2 separate regions of the Anas platyrhynchos genome follow, and region 2 is linked to region 1. Evidence: chromatin contacts called from public Hi-C data. All regions are on one chromosome and are shown on one strand. Each heading gives the region's core, a stretch centred on a gene start, on an enhancer-like site or on the middle of the called end of the contact. The rest is flanking DNA. Distances are from core to core; before and after follow the strand shown.

Region 1 (3,825 bases), core at 793-3,292:
TTTCAGATAAAATCGTTTTCACTAATTGTTTTCACTTAAGCATAGAGAATGAGAGAAAAAAACATGCAAGCACAGATCCTTAATAGTTTTTACAATTTATATCCTCAACTCCTTGAAACTCAAAGGACTGCTAGTACAAACTGAGAGATTAAAGGTAAAGGATGAAAAACTTTAGTGAGTATTAAGCGCAGCTGTTACAAAGCATCCATTATACCCTCCCCTACCTGATGCTAAATCACCAAATGAACAGAGGAAAGAATGAAATTGACTTGCCCAATCGGTCATCTTTTAACAAAATTTCCAGTGACTTCTTCTCTTCAACTCCACGAAATCCCACTTTTTCATAATACACAGAGCGAAAGTTTCTCTGAGAGTCGTCAGCCATGATTGATTTCTTTTGGAGAAACAGTAATTCCCCTTTTGAGTTACAAGTATAAATTCATATTATGTTAAAGTCAAATACTGCTGCACACTGATAAAAACTGACTGCCTACGTCTCTATAATATTAATAAACTCTACAGAATATGAAAGTCTTCCAAGATTTTCTACATCATATGCTAACATAAACAATCATAAAAATAAATAAAAATAAAAACTGGACCTAAACAAGATCTAAATATATACAATTTTGAAATGAAAGAGTGATTTTTTTACACTATTATTCCTGCAGTAAATTACATTACAGTTTCGAAACACGCTGGAGAGTCTCTTCTTAGGTGATTTCATATATTTCAAAACTAATATAAAACTACATTTAAGAGCCTGACATAATGTTGGCTACAGAAATTCTAACCGCATGCAACCGTTATACAAATAAGTAAAATTCATCAGGTTTCATACTCACCAGACAAGGTAACCAGAGGCAAGAGCAATCCAACGTTGGCTTCAGTAACACAGAAGTGATAGGAAAGGATAAGGCTAGATCTGTAGTTTTGTTCTTAAGTTGCAGATTTGAATTAAATGTTCATGTTGTTATCAGGCACCGTAACACCCCCACTCTTGAGCTCGTCATTCTGGTACTAAACGGACATAACTGTCTCATCCTTGCACTGGAAACAATGGTAAATTATTGTAGCGAGAACTATGTGTTTCATAACAAACATTTATACTTCAATGCAGCTCAAACCTTTACATATCAATTCTCTCCTCTCCTTTGCAGGCTTACAAATACGATAAAACTACGCTTTGTAACTCAAAAGAGTTACAAACAACCTCAACTTTTAAGCCCAGTGACAACAGCAAAATTTGGAGAAAAATTATTTGTTTTGAGGGACAGTAACAGGTGAATTATATATCAAAAACGTTTCCTAGTTAAATTATTCTTTTCCTTGCTAAACTGAAGCACACACAATAGGAGCACAGCATTTGCAGATATAAGGTCACATTTTTTCAAGCAGCAAACTCATATATGCACTAGACCTATTTGTTTTTCAAACTAAGTCCATTCTGAGTGCTTTGTAGGATCATAGTCAAGACCAACCGGAAAAATATAAAGCAGCAAAGGCCTGAATTAATACTGAGATCAGACAAATACCATCTCCAAGCCAGAGGAAAAAATATTTATATTACTTGCAGGATATTCCAGTTACACGCTGTCCCCATGAAAATGACTGTGATATTCACGCATTGTGCATTTAAGGGCTCAGCAGCCCTTACAAGCTGAGTTCAGGCGGTACAGACGCTCAATTACCCTTAAAATATTTGTTTGACTTTAATACGCGCTACTTAGAAAACGTTCAGCCTCTACCATTCGCGGCGAGCTGACAGTACAGCCATAGAACAGGAACAACACACCGACTATGAGCACCACCTATAAGAAAGAACCGATGCGATCCTAATTACGGTAATTAATAACACACAGACACACACCCCCTTCTCTCCCCTCACCAAACCCCGGGGCCGGGCCCCCATCTCCAGGAGCCGGACGCGGCCCCACACAGCGGCTGGGTAGCGCGCGGCGCATGCGCGGGCACCGCCCACACGGTGGCGGTTGAGCCGCGCCCCGCGTGACCAGCGGTTGCGCTGCGCCCTGTAGCGGGGCGCGGGGGGACGGGACAAAGAAGGGTTAAAAACTCCAAACCCAAAAAAAAACAACAACAAAAAAAAAAAAAAAAAGAAAAGCAAACCGTCATCCCTCATACAAGTTCTACCCACTCTGTGTTATTTACTATTTTATGCTTAGCAATGTGGGCTATCCACTGTGACGGGGAGGGATGGTTTAGTCACAGTAACCTGTGGAAAGCTGTTGGGCTTTGCAATGAGATTTCCTCTGTGGCCGGCGCTAAAACTTCCACCTCTCACATCAGATGAAGGCCCTCACGGGGGGAAGGCCAGCACCCAAAAATCACCCTGTGCTGCCAAAATTACGGGACACCGTGTTTTAATTTCTTCATGTTTTCGTTGTTCAGAGTTTTGAGATCTGGCCAGTATTATGCTGCCCGACTGCAAGAGACAGGCAGATTCTTTTACCAGAAGCTGAGTTTTCAGCTCACGGTCCCTTTCTGGAAGCAGGAACATTAACCATCAAATACCTCAGCCAGCAACGCTGAGACTTCAGAATGCTAGATCCCCTCCAGACAGCTTTTTAGGTTCCTATAAGTGGCCTGTTTTCAAGCAGACAGAACTTCCCTTTCTATCATCCTGAGCAACGCTTTTTGGATGCCTAGAGGAAAGCACGCTGCTGCACAATGGGCACGCTTTTGTTGGAGCCAGCTCGTCGAGGAATGATGGTGTGGCCTCACAAATGTGTTTGTTGAAGTAATTCTGCACAGCAGCAGGTGGCAGCCTGGTGCCATTTTTTGCAGTTTTCAAACATTGGCATTGTACGCATCTTTTGTCGATAGGTGGCAGTTGCCTCTGTGCGAGACCCCTTTGGTGCTGCTGGCAGCTAACAAGTATCACAAGATTCAGGAAAATGCTACAGAAGTTCAATCACATCTCTGTCATTTAAAAGTACTTATTCTTGACCTCGTCAATATGTGTCACATAGCTTTAGTGGTGCTCTAAAAAGGGCTAAAGCTAGCACAATTCGTTTTAACACTGTTCATTGTACAGCAGATTCAAAAATATTTTAAGCAGCTGAGCTACCAGGTGCTGTACTGTGGATTTGTATCAGGTTAATACAGTAATGATGGCTTTGATTAATCAAATGAATAGTAAAAATAAGTCCGAAAAGTTTAGCTGCATGAAAATATAGCATAAAATCAATACCACCACCCAAAAAAAAATAATAATATGCTCCCCCTAGAAAAGTTTCTAAACTACATATTACAGGTTTCTCAGTCACATTTCTGAAACACACCATTTTTCTTAATGGTGTCTGTAAACAGTTTCTAACATTTATTTAATAGTTTATAGTGGAATCCCAGCCAAAGCCAACTGTAAATCTGACTACCAGTCACTATATTTAGATCACTAGGAAATTAATTAAAGAAATTAATTAGAGACTTTTCAAAACATAATCAAAATTAAAAGCATAGGCTTAGCATGAACTGCTAATGATGACAAAGACCATTGTTTGGTGACAGATATAAAGCGAAAAAAAAGCCTACAAACCTATTTTTTTTAAGGAAAAAAAAAAAAAAAAAAAAAAAAAAAAAAGCCCTATCAACATTTGGACATACTTACCGTTTTCTTTATTTTATTTATGTTTACTATATTTTATTTATATTTATCCATCTTTATTTAACAGCCCTACTTCCTCACAACTACCCTTGTACATCCACCTGCACTGAAAATGGCTAAATGACTGTATGTGCTGTAAATCAGTGTTGCAAAGCACACAGGTGATTGCATTACTTAAATCAACATATTAAACTGTCTAC
Region 2 (3,825 bases), core at 557-3,056, 100 kb after region 1:
AGCTCATCTAATACTGTAAAACAATAATTTTATGCCTTTAATAATAGAAAACATTTATTCTAACAATTATATTCTGAGCCATTTTATGCAGTTTCTGGACTAAACAGTTATGTGGGTCTTTTCTGCACTTACTTAAATATCCAGACTTCAATTCCCGCATTTGGAATTTGGATTCCAACACTGCTTTGACTTCTCCATTACTGCCACATCAAAAGCTTATTTGTAAGGCCTACCACAATTTCATGTAATTATTCCTCTAAATTACTGTGCCAGTTGTTCTACACAGGAATAAATAGCCAGTGAACTGTAACTTCATCAGTACTGCTGAACCTGTGTTAAGACTTCTGCTATTCAATTTATTAATAATACAGCAAAGTGACAAAACTCACAGTTTTTGTTATGTAGATAAAGTTAGTTCCAGTTAGTTTGCACATAAATGTAGGTTGGAGATATGTTAGTTCCATGGTTGTTAAAACTGAAGTAGATGACAACCATCTAATGGAACTAAGTGACTTGGTGGTAAAATGGCAAGAAGTGCTGTGCCTACCAATTGCAAAGTAAAGCACTTTGTAGAAACATACACAATCAAGTGTTCTAAATTAGCTATTACCACTCAGTAAAGACCTCTATTTTTTTTTGTGGATTATATCCTACTAGTATCAGTTCAGAGCCATCAGCACTTTCAGCCCCAAAGCACTTTTCCAGAAAAAGATGTCAAAGTGGCTGTGTGCTAGTTTTTCTGGGAGAAGTGGACTCATGTACATAATCATCACAAAATTTTAAATACTTACAGTTTTGGGTTTCAATATAGCAACTTAGCTTGGAGACAAATTCAGTAGAAAGCATATGCTGACTGTAAGTATGAGAAGGTACTAGAATGTAATGAAAGTAAAACACATCTTTTGAATAAAACTATGAAACATTTAAATGAGTCTCACACTCTATCAAGCAAGAATTCTTAATGGTAAAAAGCTGTCCTGTTAATGTTGATGGTTGTGAGAGGCAATTAATTTATTTTTTTACCAAAGAAAAGAGTGGAAAAGTAGTAACAACATCTTTTCCCCCTTACATTAATGACAGAATTACAGTTTTCATCATTTTTCTCAAAATAAAAGCAGATTTCTGTATGAGGTGCCAGCTTGGTCATAACACTTACTTTTACGGACAGAAAAATGTTGGACTGGTTGAGGAAAGATACTCAGAGCTGGGAGAGACAGCAAGGCAGTCTGGGCAGTGACTGTATAGTCGTAGTCTTAAACAGAAGTAAACAAAAAACAAACAAACAAAAAAGTTGCCCATTAATATCTTTACGTTTTATGTAGTTATTTTATACAAGAAGGATAATTTCACTAAGTGCCATCAATGTGAAAACATTCAAGTCTTCTATAGACTGTTCTTTCCTAATTCTGGACCAGTTGTGAAGATGTTTAATTTTGCCAACCATTCAGCAGACCCATTTTTAATGAAAGACGAAGTAAAAAAAGTATTGAACAGGGGCTGGGTTTCCTTCTACCACTAGCAGACCGTTGTCTTGTTACTGCTTATGCAGTGTCGCATTTTGCACACTAGCCATATTAAAACCTGGTTCTAAACAGAGATTGGTAGGCAACATGTGTGACTTTCTAAAAAATCATTCATTAAACAGAATGACAGAATTTCAGAACGTTTGGGATTGGAATGGATCTTGAAAGCTCATTTAGTCCAATCGACCTGCTGGAACAGGAGCACCTAGATAACGCCACACAGCAACCCAGGCAGCGCCAGCCACGGCGTGCGCATGCGCCACTGGCCCCACCCTCCCGGAGGCGGTTCCTAGGCAGAGGGCGGGGGCGCGGCCGCCGTCGCCCTGGCAACGCCCCCTCCCCTCAGCCCCTCTCGCGAGAGCCGGCGGGGCCGCCCCTGGGGAGGCGAGGTCCCGGGGTAACGTGGGGCTGGGTGCCTGAGTCGCGCTGGGTGCAGGTTGTGGCGGTGGTGTGTGTTCACAGTCCCGCGTTGCTTGCACTTCTAAAGTGATACTTTAAATAGAATCCTTACCAACGTTAGTCTCCATTTTCTTCACCCTTTCTCCATAGTCTTGTTAATTTTCACTGATGAAGTTGAAACGCATACAAAGGCACTCCCAGTGTGTCACTGCTGATACCACGGGCAACGTACCCACTCCTGTTAGTTTTCACTGATAACACTGAAACGCTTACAGAGGCACTCCCGGTGTGTCACTGCTGATACCATCGCTACACACCTTGGCAGCTCAGATGTAACTATTACAGTACCATCTACCCTACCATCTACCCGTGTCAGCACTGAAATGAAATGCTTTTCTGGGAATCCACACTTCCTAAGATTTTTTGATCACTGTCCGAGGCAATTGGTGGGGGGCAGGAGGGGCTCGTAACAGGAATGTCACCAAAAGACTGCCCAGCCTTGTGCAGCATAAGGACTATTATCCACTGCTGCTGTTCCACATGGACACCACTGAGGCAGCCTACAGCAGTCTGAGGAGCATCAGGAGGGATTACAGGGCCATGGGAGCACCAGTAAAGGGCTCAGGAGCATAGGTAGTCCTTTGATCCATGCTCCTAATCAAAGGGAAGGGGATTGAAAGGGCCAGCTGAATCTGGCAAATCAACAGATTGTTACAAGACTGGTGCCACAGGCAGGGCTTTGGTTAGTTAAACCATGGGAACCATGAAACAAGAGGAGTGAGAGATGTCTGCATGCCTGCAGGGCATGCATTGATGTGCCTCATTGGCATTACAGAGATGGTAGGATGGCTCCCATGAAAGGAGTGTTGCAATGGAAGGATACAGGCTCTTCAGGAAGGACAGGCAGGGGTGACAAGGAGGGGAGATCTTCCTCTATGTCAGTGAGCAGCTAGAGTGTATGGAGTTCTGCCTGGGGATGGATGAGGAGCTGACAGAGAGCTTGTGGGGCAGGGACAGGGGACATGACAATGGGAGTCTGCTCCAGGCGACCTGATCAGGAGGACCAAACAGATGAGGCCCTCTATAGACAGATGGAAGCAGGCTAATGTTCACAAGCCCTGGTCCTCATGGAGGACTTCAACTACCCTGGTATCTGCTGGACTCATAGCACAGCATGGCGCAGGCAGTCCAGGAGGTTCCTGGAATGCGTTGATGGTAACTTCCTTCTCCATGTGATAAAGGAGGAAATGAGAAGCGGTGCTATGATGGACCACATTCTCACCAACAAGGAGTGACTAGTGGGGAATATGAAACTCAAGGGCAGCCTTGGTTGCAGTGACTGTGAAATGGTGTAGTTTAGGATCCTGAGGGCAGTGAGGAGGGAGCACAGCAAGCTCACTACCGTGGACTACAGAAGAGCAGACTTTAGCCTCCTCAGGGATCTGCTTGGTACAGTACCATGAGGCAAAACCCTGGAGGGAAGAGGAGCCCTGAAAAGCTGGTTAATATTTAAAGATCACCTCTTCCAAACTTAGGAGTGAGGTGTCCCAACAAAGAGGAAGTCAGGCAAAAACACCAGGAGACCTGCATGAATGAACAAAGAGCTCTTGGTCAAAATCAAGCAGAAAAAGGAGGCCTACAGAGGACTAAAGAAGGACAGATAGCCTGGGATGAATACAGAAAAATCGTCCGAGCAGCCAGGGATCAGGTTAGGAAAGCTGAAGCCCTATTAGAATTAAATTTGCCCAGGGACATCAAGGGCAACAAGAAAGGTTTCTATAAGTATACCAGTGATAAAAGGAAGATTAGGGAAAATGTGGGCCATCTCTAGAATGGAATAGAACTGGTTACCCTGAATACAGAGAAGGCTGAGGCATTCAACAACTTTTTTGCCTCTGTCTTC

Evidence for each region. A called contact is a pair of places that touch in the nucleus more often than the background predicts.
Region 2: a Hi-C map of subcutaneous adipose tissue shows a contact between it and region 1, with 3 times the contacts expected there. The contact joins the enhancer-like site here to the promoter of TBC1D7 in region 1. A contact is called at or near these places in 5 of 8 Hi-C or Micro-C datasets (F1 follicle, liver, skeletal muscle and 1 more).

What each region holds. Positions count from the first base shown.
Region 1 is chr2:95,351,371-95,355,195 of IASCAAS_PekinDuck_T2T, forward strand. It overlaps TBC1D7 (TBC1 domain family member 7), which reads right to left and starts at 2,043. Exons shown (of 10, transcript XM_013103895.5): 1 at 1,889-2,043; 2 at 846-1,050; 3 at 274-394. The coding sequence starts at 385. It overlaps LOC119716084 (a long non-coding RNA gene), which reads right to left. Exons shown (of 3, transcript XR_005263767.2): 3 at 2,576-3,825.
Region 2 is chr2:95,455,780-95,459,604 of IASCAAS_PekinDuck_T2T, forward strand. It overlaps LOC119715829 (a long non-coding RNA gene), which reads right to left. Exons shown (of 3, transcript XR_005263260.2): 2 at 1-3,825. Among named protein-coding and RNA genes, the nearest start is that of GFOD1, 27 kb to the left of the region's middle. Within about 2 kb of position 1,807, at least 5 of the 8 cell types and tissues checked have an H3K27ac peak or open chromatin away from gene starts, as enhancers often do. A contact at or near this core is called in subcutaneous adipose tissue, where this site is marked.